Regions from separate parts of the Mus musculus genome. Here regions 2, 3, 4, 5 and 6 are each linked to region 1. The links are chromatin contacts, called in public HiCAR-type, HiChIP or PLAC-seq and promoter capture Hi-C maps. All regions are on one chromosome and are shown on one strand. Each heading gives the region's core, a stretch centred on a gene start, on an enhancer-like site or on the middle of the called end of the contact. The rest is flanking DNA. Distances are from core to core; before and after follow the strand shown. Region 1 holds the start of Crnde (colorectal neoplasia differentially expressed (non-protein coding)). Region 2 overlaps Fto (fat mass and obesity associated). Region 3 overlaps Fto (fat mass and obesity associated). Region 4 overlaps Fto (fat mass and obesity associated). Region 5 has its middle 35 kb from the start of Gm36325. Region 6 overlaps Irx3os (a long non-coding RNA gene).

The links. Promoter capture Hi-C pulls out the DNA fragments that hold promoters and counts their contacts. HiCAR-type assays count read pairs that join an accessible place to other places. HiChIP or PLAC-seq counts read pairs in DNA pulled down with a chosen protein or histone mark.
Region 2: a HiCAR-type map of kidney shows a contact between it and region 1, with 4 times the contacts expected there. The contact joins the enhancer-like site here to the promoter of Crnde in region 1. A contact is called at or near these places in 1 of 39 promoter capture datasets (embryonic stem cells) and 12 of 115 datasets of contacts at active chromatin or transcription factors (the NIH/3T3 cell line, bone marrow-derived macrophages, craniofacial prominence and 7 more).
Region 3: a promoter capture Hi-C map of maxillary cranial neural crest shows a contact between it and region 1, with 15 times the contacts expected there. The contact joins the enhancer-like site here to the promoter of Crnde in region 1. A contact is called at or near these places in 9 of 39 promoter capture datasets (the C10 cell line, the HPC-7 cell line, HPC-7-derived erythroid cells and 7 more), 1 of 15 datasets of contacts at CTCF or cohesin (large pre-B cells), 17 of 484 Hi-C or Micro-C datasets (the G1E-ER4 cell line, beige adipocytes, cerebral cortex and 11 more), 26 of 115 datasets of contacts at active chromatin or transcription factors (the 230-238 cell line, the NIH/3T3 cell line, acute myeloid leukemia and 18 more) and 3 of 9 other capture datasets (adipose tissue, embryonic stem cells and pancreatic islet).
Region 4: an H3K4me3 HiChIP or PLAC-seq map of neural tube shows a contact between it and region 1, with 9 times the contacts expected there. The contact joins the enhancer-like site here to the promoter of Crnde in region 1. A contact is called at or near these places in 11 of 39 promoter capture datasets (the 3T3-L1 cell line, cranial neural crest, embryonic stem cells and 5 more), 5 of 484 Hi-C or Micro-C datasets (cortical neurons, gonadal supporting cells, nephron progenitors and 1 more), 22 of 115 datasets of contacts at active chromatin or transcription factors (the NIH/3T3 cell line, cardiomyocytes, craniofacial prominence and 13 more) and 3 of 9 other capture datasets (adipose tissue, embryonic stem cells and liver).
Region 5: an H3K4me3 HiChIP or PLAC-seq map of embryonic limb bud shows a contact between it and region 1, with 6 times the contacts expected there. The contact joins the enhancer-like site here to the promoter of Crnde in region 1. A contact is called at or near these places in 14 of 39 promoter capture datasets (the 3T3-L1 cell line, 3T3-L1-derived adipocytes, HPC-7-derived erythroid cells and 8 more), 20 of 115 datasets of contacts at active chromatin or transcription factors (the 230-238 cell line, astrocytes, craniofacial prominence and 10 more) and 1 of 9 other capture datasets (embryonic stem cells).
Region 6: an H3K4me3 HiChIP or PLAC-seq map of craniofacial prominence shows a contact between it and region 1, with 9 times the contacts expected there. The contact joins the enhancer-like site here to the promoter of Crnde in region 1. A contact is called at or near these places in 8 of 39 promoter capture datasets (the HPC-7 cell line, cranial neural crest, embryonic stem cells and 4 more), 1 of 484 Hi-C or Micro-C datasets (epiblasts) and 15 of 115 datasets of contacts at active chromatin or transcription factors (acute myeloid leukemia, craniofacial prominence, embryonic basal ganglia and 9 more).

What each region holds. Positions count from the first base shown.
Region 1 is chr8:92,354,287-92,357,933 of GRCm38.p6, forward strand. It overlaps Crnde (colorectal neoplasia differentially expressed (non-protein coding)), which reads right to left and starts at 1,834. Exons shown (of 4, transcript NR_110452.1): 1 at 1,402-1,834. It overlaps Irx5 (Iroquois homeobox 5), which reads left to right and starts at 3,510. Exons shown (of 3, transcript NM_018826.2): 1 at 3,510-3,647.
Region 2 is chr8:91,442,185-91,445,831 of GRCm38.p6, forward strand. The region is part of intron 4 of Fto (fat mass and obesity associated); the gene reads left to right. Among named protein-coding and RNA genes, the nearest start is that of 4831440D22Rik, 24 kb to the right of the region's middle. Within about 2 kb of position 1,942, at least 40 of the 459 cell types and tissues checked have an H3K27ac peak or open chromatin away from gene starts, as enhancers often do. A contact at or near this core is called in craniofacial prominence, embryonic limb bud, kidney and 1 more, where this site is marked.
Region 3 is chr8:91,513,159-91,516,805 of GRCm38.p6, forward strand. All of the region lies in intron 7 of Fto (fat mass and obesity associated), which reads left to right. Among named protein-coding and RNA genes, the nearest start is that of 4831440D22Rik, 47 kb to the left of the region's middle. Within about 2 kb of position 1,898, at least 13 of the 459 cell types and tissues checked have an H3K27ac peak or open chromatin away from gene starts, as enhancers often do. A contact at or near this core is called in neural stem cells and stem cell-derived motor neurons, where this site is marked.
Region 4 is chr8:91,611,814-91,615,460 of GRCm38.p6, forward strand. All of the region lies in intron 8 of Fto (fat mass and obesity associated), which reads left to right. Among named protein-coding and RNA genes, the nearest start is that of Gm36325, 100 kb to the right of the region's middle. Within about 2 kb of position 2,003, at least 17 of the 459 cell types and tissues checked have an H3K27ac peak or open chromatin away from gene starts, as enhancers often do. A contact at or near this core is called in embryonic limb bud, nephron progenitors and neural tube, where this site is marked.
Region 5 is chr8:91,677,568-91,681,214 of GRCm38.p6, forward strand. No RefSeq gene overlaps it. Among named protein-coding and RNA genes, the nearest start is that of Gm36325, 35 kb to the right of the region's middle. Within about 2 kb of position 1,699, at least 3 of the 459 cell types and tissues checked have an H3K27ac peak or open chromatin away from gene starts, as enhancers often do. A contact at or near this core is called in embryonic limb bud, where this site is marked.
Region 6 is chr8:91,827,797-91,831,443 of GRCm38.p6, forward strand. All of the region lies in intron 3 of Irx3os (a long non-coding RNA gene), which reads left to right. It overlaps Gm39223 (a long non-coding RNA gene), which reads left to right. Exons shown (of 3, transcript XR_879089.3): 2 at 578-715; 3 at 2,337-2,841. Among named protein-coding and RNA genes, the nearest start is that of Gm39223, 14 kb to the left of the region's middle. Within about 2 kb of position 2,030, at least 2 of the 459 cell types and tissues checked have an H3K27ac peak or open chromatin away from gene starts, as enhancers often do.

The DNA of each region.
Region 1 (3,647 bases), core at 584-3,083:
TCTCTAAAACTTCTGTTGCCAAAGAATCTGTCTCACAAAATCTGGAAGCTCAAAGACAGCTTTCAAGAGCAATTAAAGTCTCCAAAAGCAAAACTGTACAAAATTATGTCCTCTCCTTGTGTCTCCATTTATAGACAACATTTTCTCTGGATCTTAATTAAGATAACGATGCACACCTGTGTCAACATTCTCCAGCAAGACAGCCTTATCAATCATAATCCTTTAAGAACACTCGAAAACAGCCAAGCGATAGGACAGAAGCAATCTGTTGCCTTTCCTGATGCTGCTGCTGTGTCTCAGCCACAGAAATGACGAGATCTTTAAAATCCTGCGGGTCTACTTTTGTAAGTCTTTAAAGTTTTCACTGTAAACAACTATTACACTAAGCAAACAGGCGTCACCTCCTTTGCACTTGATAGAAACAATGACAGCCCTACTTGTCCAGAACTTGAAGAGCAAGCGCCATGCCAGATCTTGGCAGCACAATCGTAGGTCTTATTTTAAAGCTCGATGTTTTAAGAGCTAGGCATAACTAGATCCGTGCAGACACGACAAACCAATAAACCCTTGGCAAGTTTTTAAATGAAGCTTAACAAGCCAACATTAAAAACAGAGTAACCTAGCCCTAGTACATGTTTAGAAATATACAAATGCAGCAGTAAGGGGGAATAAACGAGTCTTGGTGATCTGGCATGAGGGTCCTACCTCTGCTGGTGTATAAAAAGCTTCAGCGACAAGAGACCCGGAACTACAGCTAACAAGTGAACAGTTTCCCAAATGGAAAAGCTGACGGAACAGAAAGGAAAAAAAAAAAAAGGTGTTTGTGTGGGGAGGAGTGTTGATTCTCCCCTAGTATCAAGATAAAAAGTTAAAACCTTGTGTTTGCCAGCAAGAATGTGTTTACCAAGCGAGAATATAAAAGCTTTCTTGTAAACATGGAGAAAAGGACGCCAGATGCTATCTGAGTTCCGTCTGCCTGCTAATGATCAGCTTTCGCCTTCCCTCTCTTATTAACGCGGTTCTGTATCAGACGCAGGCGGCTGAGGCCAGCAGAGCAGCAGAGCCATCAGTGTGCAAATAAAGCAGAAAATAGAGACATCCTTAAGAAATGAGCCTTAAATTTGATGTAGAGCGGAGGTGACAACCAGAGAAACAAAATCGCAAATTCTAAATGTTTCAATATCTTGCAGGACACTTTCTAGTCCTTCACACACACCAAAAAAAATAAAAAAAATAAAAAAAATAAAAAAAAAGAGAGAGAGAGAGAGAGAGAGAGCAGAAAAAATATAGAGTGGGGAGCAAGATGGGGAGGGGGAGACAGAAACAGTCAAGTCGCCCAAGTGGCAGGATTATGTAATGAGGATGTCTGCGTGACAGACTTGGGCTCTCGGTGGCACAAACCTCCTTGGCTCGCTTTCAGAAGTCTTCGTCCTGGACCAGAGCCGAGACACTGATGCCGGGGACACGCGTGGGCCAGGGAGACACGCCCACGCGCGCCTGCCCGCACTCAGACCGCGGGGCCCTGCTGCGTCCACCGCCATCGGCTTGGTGCGCGGCTCTGCGCGGGCCGCGGACGCTCCCTCGTGGCAGGCCGCGCCGACCGTTAGCCGGGCTGAGCGGGCGGAGCCGGGGGGCGGTGCGGACGCGGGAGGCGGGGACCCGCGCGTCGGGGCGGGGACGCTCCCTGAAGAGCTCCGGCCTACCCCGAACCCGGAATGGTCAGCCCGAGAGGCAGCCTCAGGCCGCCGCACGCTCTCCAGGGCTCCGGTTTCGCGTGCCGATCAGTCTAGCTCGCAGCCGCCCGCTTCAGCAGCCGACCGCTTCTGGTCTCCATGACAATACGCAGCCAAAGACCCTCCCAGCCACGCCCCCTGGCGCTGGAACTCCGAGGGAAGCGGATTACGTCATCCAGAGGAGGGGCTAATGGAGACCAACGCCCAATCAGAGGCGAAGCTGTGTAGGGGAAGGGCGGGGTAGGCCTAGAGGTTCTTGGAGAATGTAGTCCGCGGGGTCCAACCTCTCGGGGGCGGAACCTGTATCCTGAGTGCTAAGTGAGGGGGCAGTCTGCGCGCGTGCGTGAATGCGCGCCGCGGTGCGGGTCCCTGTGCGATCCGCGTGGGGTTAGTGTTTGCCACGGCCCCAACCGAGCAAACTGCTTGCTGGCTAGTGAGAATCATTACAGGAAACTTTGTGTATTGTTACGCTCCAGCCTGCGCGTGGCTGGGTTGTGAAAGGCCACAAAATGCTTGATGTGTGGTGTGTGCACTCTGCCGCCGGCGGTCCTGGTTTACCAGCGCCCCTGTCTGTCCCAAAGCTTCAGTGCGTTTGTAATTTGCGGCGGCGGGAGGTGGAGACCAGGGACTAGGGTCTGTTTTGCCTTCTCACTGTGTGGCCGTGGGGGGTTTGGGGAGGGGGTGTTCCGAGAACTCTGCCTGGGACTCTGTGGTGTGTGTTTGCCGGGCCAGCGCCTCGCTGAACAAACAGCGGTTGGGTTGGACACTGTTCACTGCCCAGTGTTTGCAGTGGAACTGGGGCGGGGGCGAGCGAGGGTGGAAGGCGACTTAGTGGAACAAAAGGGGCGAGACCCCACACCCTCCGGCTCCACAGACCTGACGGGGCAAGCTGCTCGTGGCTAGACATGAGAAGCAGGCATCGCTACTTGGGATGGCAAGGGGCCGGGGGCGTCTGGGGGACCGACTCGGGTAGAACAGCTTCTCCGTCGGGCACTTCTTGCCCACTGCCTTCCTCGTTCCAGAGAAAAGTCACACCCCCAGCCAGAGACCCCAGAGTCTCCTCTCTAGCCTCTTCTCGTCGTCTGCCAGGGATGGGTGGAAGGAAGGGCTAGCGGGGCCCCTTCTACTTAGGCCTGGCTCTTGCCCACCTGCTGCAGTTGCTGGCGCAGAAAGGCGGTCATCTCGGCCTCGCTGTGCCCTGAGCGCCGGCATCCATCGACTCTCCCTGGGATCTGAATTCCAGGTCTCCAGCTCAACCTAGAGACCTCCGGCAGGAGGGAGAAGCCACTGTGGAGCGTGGAGGGAGAAAAACCACCTCCCAGCCCAGCTCTCGGGAGAACAAGACGTCCGCCAACTTCGCTATTCGCACTGGCGAGGAGGGCGCAGAGCGTTCTCCCGAGCGCAGCCCGCTGCATCTTTCCCTTTGTGTTCCCGAACGGCCCGAGCCAAGACTAAGGCCAGTTGTACGTCGAGATTGCCGCTCCGCCCAGAGTTAGCAAAAGGAGAGCAAAGTTGGAAGCGATCGGCGCGCTTGGGATGTGATTGTCATCCTGGGGCCGGCGCTCGAGAGTCTGAGAAAGAGAGAAGGAGAGGAAGAGTCGGGAGGGAGGAGGGGGAGGCCGGGCAGAGGAGGAGAGGGGGGTGGCGGAGGAGAGGCGGGCGCTAGGGAGGGGCGAGGGGAGCGCCAGTGAGCGGGAGAGGAGCCGGGGAGGAACAGGGAGAGGGCGAGACGCGCCTGGCGGCCGGGTTGGCTGCCGCCGGCCAGAGGCTCCTGCCAGTCCCCCCACCGACTACACCCCGGGAAGGAGGAGCTTCGCGCGCACACAAGGCGTCAGAATCCTCAATTTCCAACTTAGCATCTTGGCAGGACCTTTGCAAAGCCAAAAGCAGAGCCCCCCGGTGCAAAGAGCGAGG
Region 2 (3,647 bases), core at 692-3,191, 910 kb before region 1:
AGATCAGTTTCTAGTAAGAATTACTTTCCTGGAAAGTTTGGTGTCTGTAGAGTTTCTGTATTGCAGGTACTAAGTGAGGTTCTGGGGAGATGTTGGAGAACAATAAATCTTATTCTTTGCCGCCTGGAACATGGCAGTATGAAATGGGATGTTATAAGCTCCCAGACTTCAGTTCATTGCATGTTGGTGTCGAGGCCCTTGCTTAATCTATTGCTAACTCTCTATTTCGTGAACTATTTCTAAGTCTTACTTTTTCTACCACTGAAATAAGCTCAATTTTGAAGGAGATTTTATATATTTATATGCCTGGAAAAACAGTATTAACTGGCACGACTACAGGTGTTTTATAAATATAAATATAGAGAAACTAAAAGAGTGTTAAGTACACACTACTTTTCTTTGCTGGGAGATCTTAGCATCTGGATCTTGTTCTTTGTTTAAACAAGAGACCAACAGTTTATATAAATACAATGCCAGTTATGTACACAGTGAATATATGCCAATACAATTTGTAGCAATAAGAAGGAAAGAAAAAAATACCATTATTACTCCTAATATCAGACATAAACTTTTATCATTTGATTAGCATAATGGATATTAAAATAAAACATCCTTAGTGAGATGAATATTGTTCACATTAGAAGAAGGCACAAGTGAGGCAGGCAGGCAGGCAGGCAGGCAGACAGACAGACAGACAGACAGACAGACACACTAATCACATTAACCCTGAGGGAGCACTAACTCTGCAGTAGGCCAGACTGAGGCTTTTGCCTTGGTGTTTACGAGTAGGTTGGAAATAACCACATGAAGCTATGTTTGTGGCTTCAGCTCAGTGTCTTGCTTCCATTTGCATCTTGCTTTATCTCATACACACCTGCTTCACATAGGCAACCTCAGACTCTATAAACAGCCTTCAGAGGAGGATGGCCATCCATATGGCGGCACAGAGACCAGAACGCCTGGGCCACTCTAACTGTGGTCCTATCAGCTGGCTCTCAGGATGCTGAAACCTCTGGAATGCCATCGACGTTAAGGTCATCCCTTCCCTTTATCACCCAATTTGATTTCAGGATCCAAATTTTTATTCTGAAGTCTCTATTCCTGTTATTGAATACCATTTGTCTAAAAAGATTATAACTTAAGTTTTCATGTTTTCCCAAGAAATTGGCTTGAATCCAAATAAAGGACTTCTCTTGGGATACTGTGTTGGTAGTAATAATTTGCATATGTGGAGTCCAGAAGAGCCAGGATGGTTTTCAAATACCTTCCTGTTTATCTGTATATGAAACCACCACTGGTTTGCAGTGTAAAAGCTCAGCGCTCTTTTGTGCATTTAGTAACATCCTCTATGATTTCTTCTGATTAAAAAGCAAAGTGTGGAGGCAGGAGAGCTAACTCAGTGGTTTATAAAGAATGTGCACTCCATTTGCAGAGACTGGGATTCCTGTTGGGCTGTTTAAGACCGCCTCCAACGCCAGGGCGTTTGATACCCTCTTCTGGTCTCTGCTGGCACCTGCACTCATATCTGTATACCTATACACAGACACACATGCATAATTAAAGAAGAAAAAGCAGCATATGTTCACTCTAGAGATAAATTATGTAGAGTATAAAAGGAAAGAACATAAAAACAAATTTCCTATGTGATTAATATATTCCTGCCCAGTCTCTTCTTATAATGGATATCTGCAATGGTAGTAATATTAATAACAAACACATTTATTAGGAATTAATGACAAGTGAAGAATTCTGAAAATTTGCTTGTAACCCCAAGAGGCAAATTTTTGCTATTGTAAAAGAAGAGGCCTAGTTAGCTCATCCGTGGTTACATAGCTAGTAAGAGTCAGGAGTTAGAACCTGACATTTGAGCCTACTCAGGTTTCAGCATTCCTACATCTGGGCCTTTCTCTGACCCCAGGTAACCCTGTGTCCCCTCCTCCCCCTGCTACTGCACTGCTGTGGGCTTCAGTACACTTCTTGCCACTAAGAGGCGTGGCTCTGCAAGGGAAGCCAAGCTGATGGCATTCTGTTTGAATTTACTTTGTTTTTCGGTTTTAAAGCGCTTTTGTTTTTGTTTTTAATTTAATAACTAGATAAATGTTGAAAGCATTTAATTAGGCACATTATTAAGACACTGAATTGATTACATTATCCTTCTGATGTAGTTGTTACAAGATATAGTTGTTACAAGGGAAGTAGGTGTTCGAACATTCAGTGAGTCTCTCGGTGCTAGAGGTGATAAACTCAAAACATTAGCACTTTCTACATTCTGCCTTCAGATGTAGATGACCTTATTGGTTTCCATGGTCCTGCTTCAGTCATAACAAGTGTACCCCAAAGTGTGCATTTAGCACGTATTTTTATGAAGATGCCATATTTGGTATTTTAAATGAATTTTGAGTACTCCTGTTATAAACTAAAATAAATTCCTATTTAAAAAAAAATCTCATAATTAAAAGCATATATATGTAAAAGCAACTGTTGTGTAGCTTTGCCCTTTCACATTAGTCTTTAAAAGTCCAAATAAGGAACCTTATGACCGCGCCTGTGCTGATAACCGAAGCCTGCACTTCACAGCGCTTACAAAAAGGAAACAGTTTAGCTCAATTTATAATAATATATTGGTCTGCAGAGGAAGTACAGACTGAACCCCACTGTCTCAAGTGAATACTCCAGGGGTGTCTGATGGGGAATGTGTCGGGTGCCTGTAATAACTCTGCTGCCGTGGGCGTGAGCGAGAGCCTGTTGGCAGTGCCTGAGGACACACTTCATGGCTTGTCATGGTTTTACTTTTAAATTGGAATCTTTGCCCTAATCTCAGAGTTAGACAAGACCAGATTTGCAAACAGATTTACAATTTTCACTAATTTTCCAACCAGGACTTCAAAACACACTTAGAGGAGGGAAGTGGGGGGGGGGCAACCAACCCACCATCACTCTGGTGTTTCTCAGGGCCGGGTGATTTACTCTGCGACAGCTGTTTTCCATAGACTGCTTGTAGCCAGGGAGTTAGAGACTTGGGAGTGCTTGGAGACAAACTGGCTTTGCTTTTTGTGGAGCAGATTATACAGTTCAAGGGACAGCAACTAAATTCTGTTCATTAACCAGGAGCTGGGCGTGGAGGTGGGATGTTTGGGAACAAAGGTGAATAAACACTGAGACCTCTGTTGGTCCCCTATCCCCTTTAATGCATCATCATGATGTCTTAAATGCCACTGGTCCTGGCTGGTCTCATGTCTTTTATGACTTAAGGCCAGCTGAACCTCACTTTAAAATGTCCACTGTTGGACTGGTAACCAGCTTCGAAGCCTTAGTTGTCAAATTCCAGAAGTGAAATCCTTGGCCGAAGCAGAACGAGGCAGTAGAAACCAAAATGCCTGGCTTTGCTGGGTCAGATTTCCCCTCACCATTGTTTAGAGGGAGCGAGGCAAGGCTGTAGGGCTTCTGGCCCACTGAGCAGGTTCCAGGCTCCTTGCACCATCCATGACCTCACGGCATCCACACATCTCTCAGTCTTGGCTGCAGTGTAAAACGAGAGCTTCTCTCTGCCCTGTTTCTGGCCTTGCTAGGAATGGGAGAGGTGTGTGGGTCTGTGCTTTGCAGGCTGCGCTTGGTACAGGGACTTACTGCAGACACCAGGACTGGGG
Region 3 (3,647 bases), core at 648-3,147, 840 kb before region 1:
ACTAACTGCTAGGGCTGGTGAGATGGCTCAGTGGGTAAGAGCACCCGACTGCTCTTCCAAAGGTCTGGAGTTCAAATCCCAGCAACCACATGGTGGCTCACAACCATCCGTAACAAGATCTGACGCCCTCTCGCCCTCTTCTGGTTTGTCTGAAGACAGCTATAGTGTACTTACATATAATAAATAAATAAATCTTTAAAAAAAAAAAAAAACACTAACTGCTTCACGCAGCTGGCATCATTGAGATAATGTTCCTGAAAGCATCTTGCAGTAAACAGGTAAGTGTAGACTTGTGTTGGCATCTGGCCCTTTGGGTTCGATGTGACTCTGTAGCTTACTAATAGGATGGAATTTGACAAATCACTAAACCTGTAAGTGAAAGCACTGTAAATACCTTCCTCTTACAGACTTAGCAGAATTCAATGATGCAGAGCTCATGAGCAGGCCTGGTATGCAGAACGCGCCAGGCGATGTGCCTCTTACATCATCGTCACCACTATTTAGCACTCGCACCAGGAGATACTGGGTCATCTATTACACGTGTGCTGTGAATACAGAACACGAGGCACCGGGGAGCAACAGGAAGTGTGGGCTCCTCTTCACTTCCAACCTGACTGGATTTGGAGTTACCTGAGAGACTCACCTCTGGGTGAGAGAGGGTTACTTGAGTAGGGAAGACACCTTGATTCTGAGTGTACTATCACTCCACAAGTCCCACCCAAATAACAAGGAACAAAAGGAAGCTAGCTGAGTCCAGGCATTTGTCTGTCTCTGCTTCCTGACTGTGGAGGCAGCGTGACCAGCCATTTTATCCTTCCCCACCTTAATAGACTGTGTCTCCTGAGGCAGTAAGACAAAATAAATCTTACCTCCTTAAGTTGCTTTTCATCAGGCATTTGGACATAGCAACAGGACAAGTCACTAACCCAGGAAAGGTATCTGTTTTAATACCTGTAACTGGCCAACACACCTTGTTTCTCTACATCTCAACAGCAGAGTTTTGGTGAAAACCATAGCTACACATGAATCCTCTCAGATCCCTGAGGTAAAGACGATAACTACTTGTATTTTCAGGTGGGTAAACTAAGACCAGAGAGAAGCCACTTGCCTATGGCCAGCTTGGCCACCATAGGGCATCTACCCTATGGGGCTCTTGCCCTTCTTCCCCATCCTGAAGTCCCAGTGCAGGGAGATCTGAATCCTCATCACCGACACTGTCCATTTCTTCAGCAGCCTTCCCAGCTTTGCTTGTGTTTGAGCACTACAGTGACCAGATGCATGCTCAGATATAGAAGCATTTAAAATGCAGAATCATATGCATGCATGCGTGTCTGTCTGTCTGTCTGAGTGTACGCGAGTGTGTGTGTGTGTGTGTGTGTGTGTGTGTGTGTGTGTGTGTGTGTGTGTGTGTGTGGTGTCCCATAAGCACTTTGAACTGCAAGTCTCTAAAACTGAACTCTACTATAGTTTTGTGGAGTAATTTACTCTCATCTCTGTGCCTCAGTTTCCACATTTAACACAGAGATTGTTCTCATGGTGAGAGCTGCATTAAATGAAGTAGCATGGGTGACATGCCCTTGGCCTGGTGGAAGGATGCACTTGGTAACTGTGGGTCTCGCCCCTAGTGTCACTGCGGGGCCATTTCTCCAAGCCTGAGGGCAGCAAGAAGGCCTCTGGCTTCCCTGTCCCAGGCCGTTAAACTTTCCACGGGGGCTTTGGCTTGGATGTCACCGAGAGAATGGGTGAGTGGAAGGGGGAGGGGTGGCTAGATACAAAGAGTGAGTTATAACAAAGAGCCTTTTCTGCTTCGGCTCTTGTGTAGAAAACATATGTTCAGTGGTGCGGGCAGCAGTTGGGTTAAGGACACACTGTAGGGCTGCAGACAAAGGGCCGGCGCTCTGCCTGCATTCACAGAGCATCTGAACATATTCACTTGTCTTACTTGTTAGGGACTGAGCTGTCAGCTGGATCCTCTTGCAAGTGTGATTTCTTTTTCCCATTCCCTTTCAAAAGTCTCCTCCTCCTCTCTCCCCCCAATGTTTTACACTTCATATAATCCAGTGTGCATGACAGACCACTTCAGTCTTTGTGCTACTGATGTTACGGGAAAGGCGGGAGCCAACCTGGTGGAGCGCTTGGGTAACTTTCACATGCCCGGGGAGTGGCGAATGCTCAGCCACCTTTAGGCCGGATGTGGTCCTGTCCAGCTCCTTAGTGTTTGTTGTAGTCACCCGCTGCTTCACCCTCAGCTAGGCTGTGAGCAGATTGGCATAGCAACATTCTTACAGGTAGAGGCTGGAGATCAGGGGCATGTGTGTCCTGGTGGGGCTGGGGGGCTTCTTGCTTTCATATATAGAGTGAATAGCTTTCCGTGAAAAGATAAATGACAAGGCCAGGCACCTCCACAGTAACTGGAGAGAAGTCAGCTACCATTCCAGTATTCGTGATGGGAACTATACAGGAATGCCTGTGCTTACCTAGATCCACTGATGCTCTGTGCTGGACATTAACCCCTTTGCTTTCTGTGTTGAAAGATCTGCCACTCTGGTGGGTTTATTTCCACATGGATTAGACGTAACGCTCTTATTTGTAGTATATCAGGGATACTGTTGCAGTTCCAGTGTACTGAGATTTACGAATTAGGGTGCTGCTCATTGAGCCATTAAATGTCTCTCCATCGTTTTATTTTACCCTTAAGAGGCCAGGTGAAAGTTGACCAAGAGAGAATAAAATTATCATCATACTTTATAGAACTTACTAAAAAAATCAGCAAAATAAAATGGTTCTATAATAGTGAGTGAGACTACTTCTTTCTGAGAAGACATCTTGGTATATGCTTTTTTTTTTTTAACCATATTCTTTACTCTATTTCCACACTACTGACTCGTCTTGCTCTCCCTGGCCTTGTTTACTGGTTAAGTTGTTTGTTCTGGAAAACACCAGCATAATTCCAGCAAAGAAAAGCCACAGAGAGGCAGTAGTTTCCTCTGGCTTAAAGCTCTAAACAGGTTGGGAGCTCAGTTTGGTGGTGAAGGTGATTACAGCCCTGCTAATAAATAGGCAGTCCGACTCTGTGTTGTCTTCCAGGGTAGGGATAATTACAGCATTTAAAATACCGCGGACAAGAGGTGCCATGTAAATATTTTCTAGCAGAAAGTGTCAACAAAGTCATCACTACCAACACATGTGTGTCAGAGCTGACAGAAGCAACATCGTCATCTTGAGAGTCTCCTTTGAAACTCCCTGGAAGAAATGGCTGTGGAGATGTGTGCACAGGCTGTAGAGAGTAGCAGGCAAAGCTGGGGTAGAGTTGCTCGTGGGCGTGCAGCACCTTCTTCCCTTGCAGTGAGTTAGTACTCATTCCCTTGTTGAGGGGTCACATCTCAGAGTGATGGAGAAGGAGGAAGAGTCGTGCAAGTGTGTCTGGGACGCCCTCCTCCTGGGGAGCTGCAGTTTGCTCTTGTTTCCAGTGGCTCCGGGGCTGCTTGGGGAGAATAATTAAGCTGTGTCTTTCACCTCGCTATGAATCAACTTTATTAGGTAGCCAGCACTAACAGTGATGAAGGGTAGGCTCCTGACACAGGCGAATCTTTTAGGCTGCTTAGAAAACAGGGGGAAAAAAAGAAAAAGAACAATGATTTTGTAAA
Region 4 (3,647 bases), core at 753-3,252, 740 kb before region 1:
GATGAAGATCGCTTCTGGAAAGCAGGGAAAAGCACATGGTACTTATTGTGTTGGGTGAATGTTTTCATGAGAAAGGGGGATGCCACGTCGTTAATAACTCTGGCACGCCACACCAATTCTGGTCGGTCTGATAGATTAAACATGAGCCTCTCTCATTATCCCGGCAGCCACACTGTTTCAGCTTTCCACTGCAGCCTGATATGTATTCCATGCACAGCGAAGCCTCCGAGTTGACATCTTCTTCTAAAATTGTTTGGCTGTAATAAATAGAAAACTTTCAGCACCGCTGTTAAAGCATGGCTGGTTGGCATCATTTCCTACCCCCTTTTAATTACTCCTGACACTGTGGAGAAACATCTAATATAAATCTGTAATGCGCGCTGATGACAAACTACACGGTTGAAGGGCCATGTAATTTCTCCACAATTAATTAAAGTGCATGGAGATTCCCCCCCTCTTTCTTTCTTTTCTTCCCCCCCCCCCCAGCAGCCAGATGCCACTGACTGGCTCAAATAACACTGCTGTCAACTGTAAAAAATTAAGATCCAAACCGTAAGAAAGGTTCTTCGATAAAGAAACCAGATGCCAGGTTATTTGTGATACCACCGCATACATCTTGATGTAGGCCACTATTGTTCAGCATCTGTACCTCACAGCCTTAATTACGCACTTAACGCAGCGAGGCTGTCAGCAGTTTATTTCCACAAGCACCGGCACTTTGGTAAATCCTTTTATTAAAAAATTGAATGGTGCCAATCAGCCAAGGGAAGAGAGGCAGAGAGACATCGGAAGCCCTTGCACGCAGGGCAGGGGCTTCCTGTTTATGCCGGCGCAGCCTGGTGTTTATGGCACATGTGTGTGGTCACTCACAGAGGAGAAAACGCTCTGCTACCAGTTTGGGCTGATCTGCCACCTGGAATTGATCAAAAGCAAATTAATTTTCATTTCCAATTAGGAATACAATTAAGTCCAAAGTGGTAGGGGGCGGGGGGCGAAGCGTAATGTTTACATACCGCTCCTGTGCTGGGAGGGCTGGAGGAAATACTTGTCTTCATATCTTTCTGTGTAATTCATTAGTGTTAAAGTGGCTACTGCAGTTTACCATCCTGGAGTGACCGCTCTTCCCCTCCCTTCCAGCCTAGGAGAGGAGAAGGGGAGGGCAAGTCGGGCCTGAGCTCCTAGCCAAGCATTCATGAGCTCTGCCCTGCCATTCTAAAGGCTTTTCCGGATGGGACCGACCTGGGATGATGGTGTGAGTGTTGTAATGAAGAGCCCACATTAGGAATCAGATTTAGCCTTCAGTCTGCTGCTTTTCCTGGGTCAAAAAGCCTTACCTGGTCAATGAGCCCTGCTTTCCTGTCTGGCCGAGATCAGGGATACTGAGCGGTTGTGTGACAGTCTGTGGTGACTGACGGACATGGGATTCCAGCTCCCTCCTTTTGCAAACCGCTGCCTTTTACTGGAGTCCAGGACCAGTTAGCCCAGTTTGTGTAGTGTCAAGGGTGGTAAGTACAGTGAGTATTGACCCAGATTTTAAGGAAAGTCGATTGTTTGTCAATTTTGAGTCTAAGAACACTTCTGAGTCTAAGATAGTCTCAGAAGTGACATGGTGGCCTGGCCTCTTGGTATCTGTCACTCCACTAGAGCAGACTTAAGCATGCTAGCTATCATACTGAGAATGTCCCTACCACCCATCTTACAGAGCGGTCGCTTTGGGAAAGCAGAGCGGATGATAAGCATTCCATCGTATGAATAACAATGATGATAACCTCCCATAATAGCTTACATCTTCCTAGAGTCCTGAAGGCGATGGATGGAAAAGAGAGGCCTCTGGGTCAGAGGAATAGCTGCTTCAATTGAAGACTATCCAGTCGTGTGGAGGCCCCAGTCTCCACTGCTCCAGGCCGTATTTTACCTCAGACAGCCCCACCTCCCTTTTCCCCTGCAAGGGGCTTACATTTCCTCCCTGCATGGTATCTGTGCTTTAAAAGAAGGTTTTATTACTTGTGCTGCAATGGAATTTCTCTTTACTAGACAGCTGGCCTGACCGCAGCCTGGAACCACAGTGGCGCTGTTAACACGCCGGGGTCAGCTTTCCCCTTTAAAGCCATTCTTTTTCTTTTCTTTATTTTCTTAAAGGGGGAGACGAGTAAGCACCAACAAATCAGCACAACGATTAACTTTCTGATTGATTTGCCACAGAGAGCAAAAAACGTTAATGGGAAGGGACAGGGAAACCAGAGCAGACGGCACGAGAGCGTTCTCGTCCTAAGCTTCCAGCCCAAGTCTCACCACAAACACTCGCTTCTCTGAAGGTAGACATCTTCAGTTGCCCGATTGCATAATAGGAACGGCATTTTCTTTTTCGCCTAAAAAAAAAACTAAAAAGTGTTACCCATAATGTTGACGTGAAGTTTTTGGTGCTGTGGTTTCCAGATGTCCCCCTCTCAATAGTGTCTTCTCAATGGCTGACAAAGGCCTCCATTTCTTCACCCCATTGGGAAAAATCGGTGTTGGTGAAGGGAAGCTCCTTTGGGGGTTTAGGAGCAGGCAGGTAACACCATCTTTTGTTTGTTTGTTTGTTTGTTTGTTCTTGAGACAGGGTTTCTCTGTGTAGTAGCTCTAGCTGTCCTGGAACTCACTTTGTAGACCAGGTTGGCCTCCAACTCAGAAATCCGCCTGCCTCTGCCTCCCTAGTGCTGGGATTAAAGGCATGCACCACCACCGCCCGGCTCAGGTAACGCCATCTTGAAGTGACACCGAGAGGAATTAGCTGTTGCCTGGACTCTTAATGGCTGCATTGCCAGCATTCTGTCAATACAAATGGCTTTCTAAACATGTTAGGGTTTGAAGTCTCTAAGGATTTGACACTGGCTCCAACAGTTCAGGCTCTTGTCCTGGCTAGGCATTGGTCACCCTTTGCGGGACCCTTGTGGGCCAGGTGATCCAAATCCAGTTGGTCCCAGCGCTCCTTCTTCTCTGCCCTGGGCTTCTGAAGAACTTTTTTCTGAGACAAAGTTCTTGGCTTTCCCTTCGATTACATCACTTGGACATTCCAGAGTGCCCACGATCTCAAAAGCAGAGCTGGTGTTTGAATCACCTAGCATGTATCGATACATCATTTTATTTAACACGGTGTTTTAAAATTGTATTTAAAAGTCAGCTTCTTTCATCTCGTGTGCCCTTGGCTGGGAAACAGAGAAAGTCTCTTTTAAGAGGTGTTTTACATTTTATGGCTACTGAGAGAGAACACAGTTCTTTAATAGGTAGTATGTAAGAGCTCCACGTTACAGGCTTTCGGAGCGTAGAAGCTCTGGAGCAAGGCTAGTTGATAACATCTCTGAAGGGCAAAGGAGAGACTGTAAACCCCTGAGGTTTAGATGCCCTACCAGCATGCCCTAAGCCGGAGCTTTCCTCAGACCGTCTCATTCTCAGCTTGAGTCCGATGAGAGCTGTGCAGGATGGATCCCCTTGTCCTCTTCATGGTTATGGGCATGTAATATGTTCTTCATCGAGCCAGGCAATTGGCAGAGACGCCAGTGCATTTAAGACTCGAGTCTACTGGAAATGAGACTTGCACTCCTGCCAGAAATGGATGTCCACTACTATCACACATCTTGACTGTTTTTTTTTTTTATCCTGACTCT
Region 5 (3,647 bases), core at 449-2,948, 680 kb before region 1:
TGGGCCTCCTGTGATGCTGGTGAGAAGAGTCATGACATAGCTGCTTTCACAAGGTAGAAATTCACATGACCATTTCTCTCTCACACTTTTAAAAAATATTTATTTGTAGTGCTGGGGAACCTACCCAGCCTTCTGCACACTAGGCAGGCACTTGACCTTAGCTGTATCCCTACCCCTGTAGCTTCCTATACAACTTGACCTAGTGGCCTGGCAAGACCCCTACTGCACAGTGGCGAGATTGTTACATATGGAGTTCCACACAAAGCATTTCGGGGCCCTGTTATAAGCCCATGTGCAGTGGTACACTGCAAGCAACTTGACCAACCTCTCAGTTCCCTAGTTTCCTTCTACAAAATGGGGCTGCTCACAGCACCAACCAATGGCACAAAGTTGCTTGAGGGGAAAATCCACAAAAGTCAGCAAGATCCATGGCAACTGCCCGGGAGAGTTGACTGTTGCTATGGGACAGTACCCTGGCTCTTTGATGCTGAGTACTGTTGTTTCTTTGGTGCAGGGTGGTAGCTGAGGGGTACGACAGCTTCTGTGTGTGTGTGTGATTGTATAAAAGAAGGTGAGTTTTGGTCCCAGACAAAAGTCAAATATCCCAGCTGTCCTGCTATCTGAAAGCATCCCAGTTGCCTCCAGTCCTCTCAGAGCCAAGCCTTGGCCCTAGAGGAGAGACCAGATCTTCAGGGACCGTTCAAGGTATAGCAGACAAGTGAAGGGACTCTGGTTCTTTTCTTTATTCACAATATTTGCCTTGTGTGTATGAATGTTTCACTCACCTACATGTATGTATATTGTGTGCAAGTGTGTGTGTTGGATCCCTGGAAACTGGGGTTTTCAGTGGTTGCGAGCCATTGTGTGCATGCCTGGAATCAAACCTAAGTCCTGTGCTTTTAACTGCTGAGTCACCTCTCTAGCCCCAGGAGGCTGCTTCTTAAATATTCTAGAAGCCATCAAAAGTTGGTTTTAGCGTAAAGTAGATGGATGAACTCGCTCCCAAATTTAGAAAGAGTATTTTTTTTCCTGTAAGAGCAGAAGAAAAAGGTCACTTTTGCTCTGGCCTCTCTGGCTTCTCCTTCTGCAGTCTTCTCTGCCTCCCCTAACACTCCTCCGTCAGGTGCTCCCCTACTGCAAGGCTTGTGCTCCAGTCTTTGCGGGCTCTTGCTCCTCCCTGCCCGTGCCAACTGCTGGCCAGATCTGTCGGGTAGCACCTTAGCCCTTTCTTTCACTGCTTTCTTCACTGCCCTCTATACAATTGAAATTTAGGGTTCAACATTAGCCCCCAAATAACATTTGCAGTGGCAACTTTATTGGGACATTATTTATACATCAAAGCCAAAATAAGAGTTTTCAGATTGTCTTTAAATGTTGCCTCAAGATTTTTTTTTCTTGATTTGGTTTGCTTTTGTTTTTGTTTTCTGATTGTGTCCTGTGGCTTCTAGAGGGGCTGTCTTGATTCTCCATTGTGACATCTCTGGTCTCAGAAAGAGTCTCAGGACAGCCTGTGCCTGGCCACTTTAATTGGTCCTCTTTGACTTCTCCCTGTCTTTGTGACACAGTAGGTAATGACATACCTTAAAATCAAAGGAATCTCTAAGTTGCTGAAATAGAGCTTCCATCGTTCCTATAATCATGTATTCTAAAGAGTCTCAAGTCCGCCTTTCTGCCGGAGCGCTGACACAATATGCCTGAATTGACTACTTCCTGGGCTCTTTGTAGCGTTCGTCCAGTCACCAGAGTGCAGGCCTGGGATGCAGTGGGGAAGGAGGGTTGTCACAATTGTTAACTGCTACTGTTCTCTTTAGAATCTCCCCACTTCTTGCTTCTGGTTTTCAGGTGGCTGCTGGGGGGAGTTCTCTTCTTTTGAGAAGGTTAAAAACCATTGTACCGCAGTGTCTTTGAGAGCTGCCTTCAAAGCGAATGCAGAGTAAGTTCAGGGCTTGCTGACTGCCACTGGCAGTTTGCATTTAAGCAAGCATGACTTTGATTTAAGGATCCGACTCAATGGGTAATCTATCCACGGCAGGAGGTGATGTATACACACCGTTTCCACCAAACACGCCAAGTTCCTCCGCGATGTGTTTATTTCTGAGTAGTTATGTACTTAATAAATAACGCGTTTCAGTGGGCATTATTTTCATTTTGGTGTTTAATACCTCCGCAGTCTGTCTCGGATTCAGGGTTGAATGGCACCTCGTAAATTACAAGCCGATATTAGCCGCTCCCTCCTTGCATCTTAATTATTGGGTTGAAAAGAAAGAGCAGGCTTTTATAAGCATTCATATTTTCTGTTTACAAGGCTTTTACTGACGTCTAATAAATTTAATTACCTCTAATAAGAAGAGGAAATGAAGTTCTATTTAGCAAATTCATAGCTTTGAAACGCATCTTGTAGTTTTATGAGGACCACAAGCTCCAAGAAAGTGAGAGCTATTTAGGGGCTGCTGCCGGGTTCAGCTAACTGCAAAACTGGTCAATTATTTTTGTTTCCTTTTTATTGCCCAACCTCCGGGGTAAACTGGAGGCTACCCGAGAAGGCCGCCTCTCAGGAACTCTAAGCTTTGCATCCATACCCCACAGGGCTAGAGCACAGTCCTGGATTAAAGGGGCAATTTTCAAACATAATTTTGACTGTGTCTTGACCTATTTTCCTTTCGCCTGTGTTCTTCCTGTTATAGGCTCACTGGTTCTTCAGCAGTAGTCGGGTCAGGGTGGAGGAGGCCGAGGTCCTGGACTCACAGTGTGGCCAGGATGCAGAGGAAACCACCCTGTGCCACGCACGACTGCTTCCCAGAGGGCACCACAACAGAGCTGGACTGCTGGATTCTAGAGACTGTGTCTGGGGCTTCTACTAGGAAGCCTGAAGATGCTGGAAAGTTTGTTTCATAGGGCATCTGATAGTTCATTTGGATTTATTAGAGGTTTTAATGTCTTCCCAAACAGCACTTTTGCAGGCTTCTAGATGTCTTTTCTATTGTAGTGTCTCCTACACAGGAAAACACACAGGGACACATACTACCCAGGGAGGGTTCTCTCTTCAAAACTGAAAAATAGCCAGGAATTGTGGTACACACCTACAATCCCAGTACCGAAAAGGCCAAGCATGATCACAAATCCTATCCAGCCTGGGCTACCCAGAGAGTTCCAGGCCAGCCTGGGCTACCCAGAGAGTTCCAGGCCAGCCTGGGCTACCCAGAGTGTTCCAACCCAGCCTGGGCTACCCAGAGAGTTCCAACCCAGCCTGGGCTACCCAGAGTGTTCCAGCCCAGCCTGGGCTACCCAGAGAGTTCCAGCCCAGCCTGGGCTACAGGGTGAATATCTCGTGTAAGCATTTGACTTTCAACATCAGATTTCTTAGTGTTTTCTATTATTGCTTCTTGTTTCTATCTTAAAGACTTTCCACAAAAATAGTTTTTGTGTGGTGGAAAAAAAAACCTCCTTTTTTTTCTTCTGATGCTTTTTGCTTTATGATTTTGCCTTCAGATCTCTAATTCATCAGAAGTTTTTTTGTGAATGAGGTGAGGAAACAGTTGCACACCCACGGCTAGCCCATGCTAACCCATGCTAGCCCATGCTAACCCATGCCTGAACCCCAGCCAAAGGCAAACCACTCAGAGCTACTTGAGAATCTGTCTTTAAAA
Region 6 (3,647 bases), core at 780-3,279, 530 kb before region 1:
GCTGCTGCCCAGCTTGTTTGCAGATTAATTGCTTTTCGAGCTGGCAGGAGTTGCCTCGATAGCAGCCAGATCGTAAATGACCAGATAGGGACTTTATCAATCAAGCGAGTGTGCGTGTGACCGCTGGTCGTTGGGAAGGAGAGCTGGGGAGCGGTCAGAGGACAAGCTTTGCCTCGGTGGTATTGATGACCAGAAAGGAGTCTGGTAGAGCAAGCATTCATGGATGAGGCAGAATATCAGATGAACAAACCTGAATGGTCTAATCCAGAGTGGAATTGCCTGTCCCAGGTCTCATTCCGAATGTCTCCAGCATCATGATAGCTCTAACAAGGAGTATAAGAAAATTAGCTACCATTAGTAGGGACCTGTCATCTCAGCATCAAGGAGGTTGAGAAAGGAAAATCTCAAGTTCAAGGCCAGCCTGGGCTATATAGTGAGATCTTTACATGTACACTGAACACATATACACACACATGCACACAAGTGAGTTACCACTCTGTATCTTTTTTTTTTACCAATTTATTTAATCCTCAAAGCAACTTTATTAAATTGTTATTATTCCGATTCTCATTTGTAGGCAAGAAAATGGAGGTTCAGAGGTCAGGCGACTTGCCTAGGATCACACAGTTGCTAAGTGGCTCAGCTAGAATTTACTCACAGGACTGCATGGAAGGTGAACCTCTAAACCGCGGTGCTGTGGATTTTCTCTGAAGCTGTGAGTTTATCATGTTCGCAGAGCTGAGCTCTCTGTGTCTTTTCTCTTAATAATTACATAGTTGTGGATTGTTCCCTCTAGGTTAGGTCTGCTAGGTGGTAGAGGGGTAATAAGAAGCTCGGGAATATGTCCTTTCCCCTTGGAGAGCTCAGAGGGTGGTGAGAGACAACCGTTGAGCAAGTGAAGAGACCTCAGAGCTGATCCCCCACCTCCCCTGTCCTTAATTGTGTATATGCACAACATGTGTGTATATGCACATGTGTGTGTGTGTGTGTGTGTGTGTTCTTGTGGGGTTCAGCAGAGCTTCCAAAGGGAGACAAGGAACTTATTGTCCCAGGCAGGGGACAACTTTGTGAACTGAAAGGGGGGTCTGAGAGTGGTGTCCGAGTAGCTGGAAGACCTTCAGGAGAGCTGGGTTCAGAGGGGTGTGTGTAAAGAATAAACAATGGGGTTCAGGAATCCAGCGTGCCCTAAATGATGGCAGGGACTTGTGACATCAGGGGATCACTTTGAATCTGTGCTGTTCTTGCAGAAAGCTCTGGTTAGCAACTTTGTGAAGGAGATGTCATAGTACCCAGTTTTGCAGCTAAAGAAACAACGTCACAGGGAGAATAAAGTGGCTTGCTGGTGCTGCTGGATGAGAGATGTCAGGGCAGACAGTGGTTAATGGGGGCGTCCCAAATAGACTACTGGAGCTTACTCACACGTGTAGATACCCAGGCTGGGGGTGTCTCTAGTTGTTGAAGCTGTTGTGTTAGAACAATTGAGTTGTGAAAAAAAAGGTTATTGTTTTGTTCTCTTGGAATTTCAGGGTGCTGAGTTTCTTCCCAAAGCTTCAGGCAGGTCTGGTGACAGTGTCTAGAAATAGTAGGACAAAATGTCAGGGCAGCCAACAACTGAAGACAGTGTAGACATTCACTAAATCCACCAGAGTCTGGAGAAGGCCTTGCAGTTCCATCGGCTCATCCAAGCTTCTCCTGTGTTCTTGGCAGCCCTCCTTCACGTGCTGGCCTTTCCTTTGCCTCTTTTGAAAAACTGGTGCATGTGCATGCCCACATACACACACACACACACACACACACACACACACACACACACACACACACACACACACACACAGAGAGGCTGTGAGATTAAAGGCAGGTGGACAAAGGACGGAATGGAAAGCAGCTTAGAAGTCTTTTTGTCTGGAAGCTAGCCAGCACCTGTCCTCTTCTGTGTCATTGATCAAATTAAAGTCACCCGACTGGCTCTGACTGCAAAGGGATCTGGGAAAACAACTGTCCAGCTGATGCTGGGCTGAGGGCTAGACCCACAGCCTTGAAGAGCAAAGAGCTCCCAGGCAGTGCAAGTGGCAGGATGGTTGATGGGAAGGCTTCCATGGAGACCGCTATGGCATTCGGCAAGTCGGGGTATCAGCAACCTTACTAAGGGCTTGCATGGCTTCTCTTTCTCCTTGTCACATCTCTAAAAGAGACAGACCCAGAAAGAGACCTCCGCCTGGGTCCCTGCTCCTTACCTTGAGGTGATAGTTGCATGGCTGCTGCAGTCTCTAAGATGAAGGGAGACTCTATCTCTGATACCCATAGGTATAAATAATGCCATTCTCCATCTATGCCAGGCACCCTGAGCCTTCAGACTTGGACCTGAAGCCTCCTGAGGACTAAAACCACCCACCCACCGGTGATCTCCTGATGGATTGGCCAAGAGCCTGATTGCTCTCAACAGCTGGTCGTGAGCCTAGACAAGTCCTAGACCTTTAGTCAATAATCCCCATTACAGTAAGAAAAACTGTCCCCAAATAAGAGAGGAAGCAATAGGAGATTTATTGACTAAGAAAATAATTGAGGGCCAGAGAGATGGGTGGCTTGTCACCAAGCCTGATGGCTTGAGTTCTATTCCCAGGCCCACATAGTAGAGGGAGAGAACGGACTCACACAACTTTTCCTTGCAAGTCCGTACTCCAGATGTGACACACAATGCCTGTCCCCCATGACAGGCACATCTATACTCAGACACAAAAGAAGCAAATAAAGGCAAGAATTTTAAAAATAAGGCAAGGAACAGGGTGGTTTTTGAGCATGCTTTGATATCAGTCCCTGGGAGGCAGATGCAGCCAGTCTACAAAGCAAGTTCAAGGACAGCCAGAGTTACAGAGAGAAACCGTCTTGAAAACAGCAACAAACAACAATAACAAAATAAAAAATAATAAGAAAACTTAAGGAAAAAGAGAAAATGATTAAATTCCATGTGCCCCATATCCATGCCTTGTGCTAACTGAGGTCAGAAGATAGTGTCAAGCCTCCTGGAATTGATTGTAAGCCATCTTCTGGGTGATAGGAAACAAACCTAGGTTTTCTGAAAGGACAACAAGTGCCCTTTAACCTCTGAGCCATCTCCCCAGCTACAAAAATGATCCAAGTCTTTTCTGAGGTACAGTGGGGCTTTTGTAGCTATGGTGGGTTCAGATGGCTCAGAACCAGCAATATCTGAAAACCCGTTTCATCCTTGCTGAATATGTTGGGTAGTCTTTCTCCTCTCAGTATTCTGTGCACAACACAGCAGCACACTGTGTGTTCCCTAGCATTTACAGACTGCAAGGTGCTAAGATCATATCTAGGGACAACTTAGTGTCTATAGGAGGACAGTCATGGGTTGCAGGCAAATGCTGTATCACTTTATTCTAAGAGACGGAACCAGTCATGGATTTTGATATGTGGGGATGGTGGGCTCTGGATTCCTCATTAGGGGAATCTGTGTGTATTATGTACACGTATTAGGATTCGTAGAGATGACTGTGTTTGTGTACGTAATGTTTTTGAAGCAGCACATTTAAGCCATTCCACACAGAGGAAGTCTACGGCATCCACGCAAACGCATGCAGCGAGCGTCAGGCTGGGTACCTGGCTGCATCCCCCAGCCTGGAGATGCA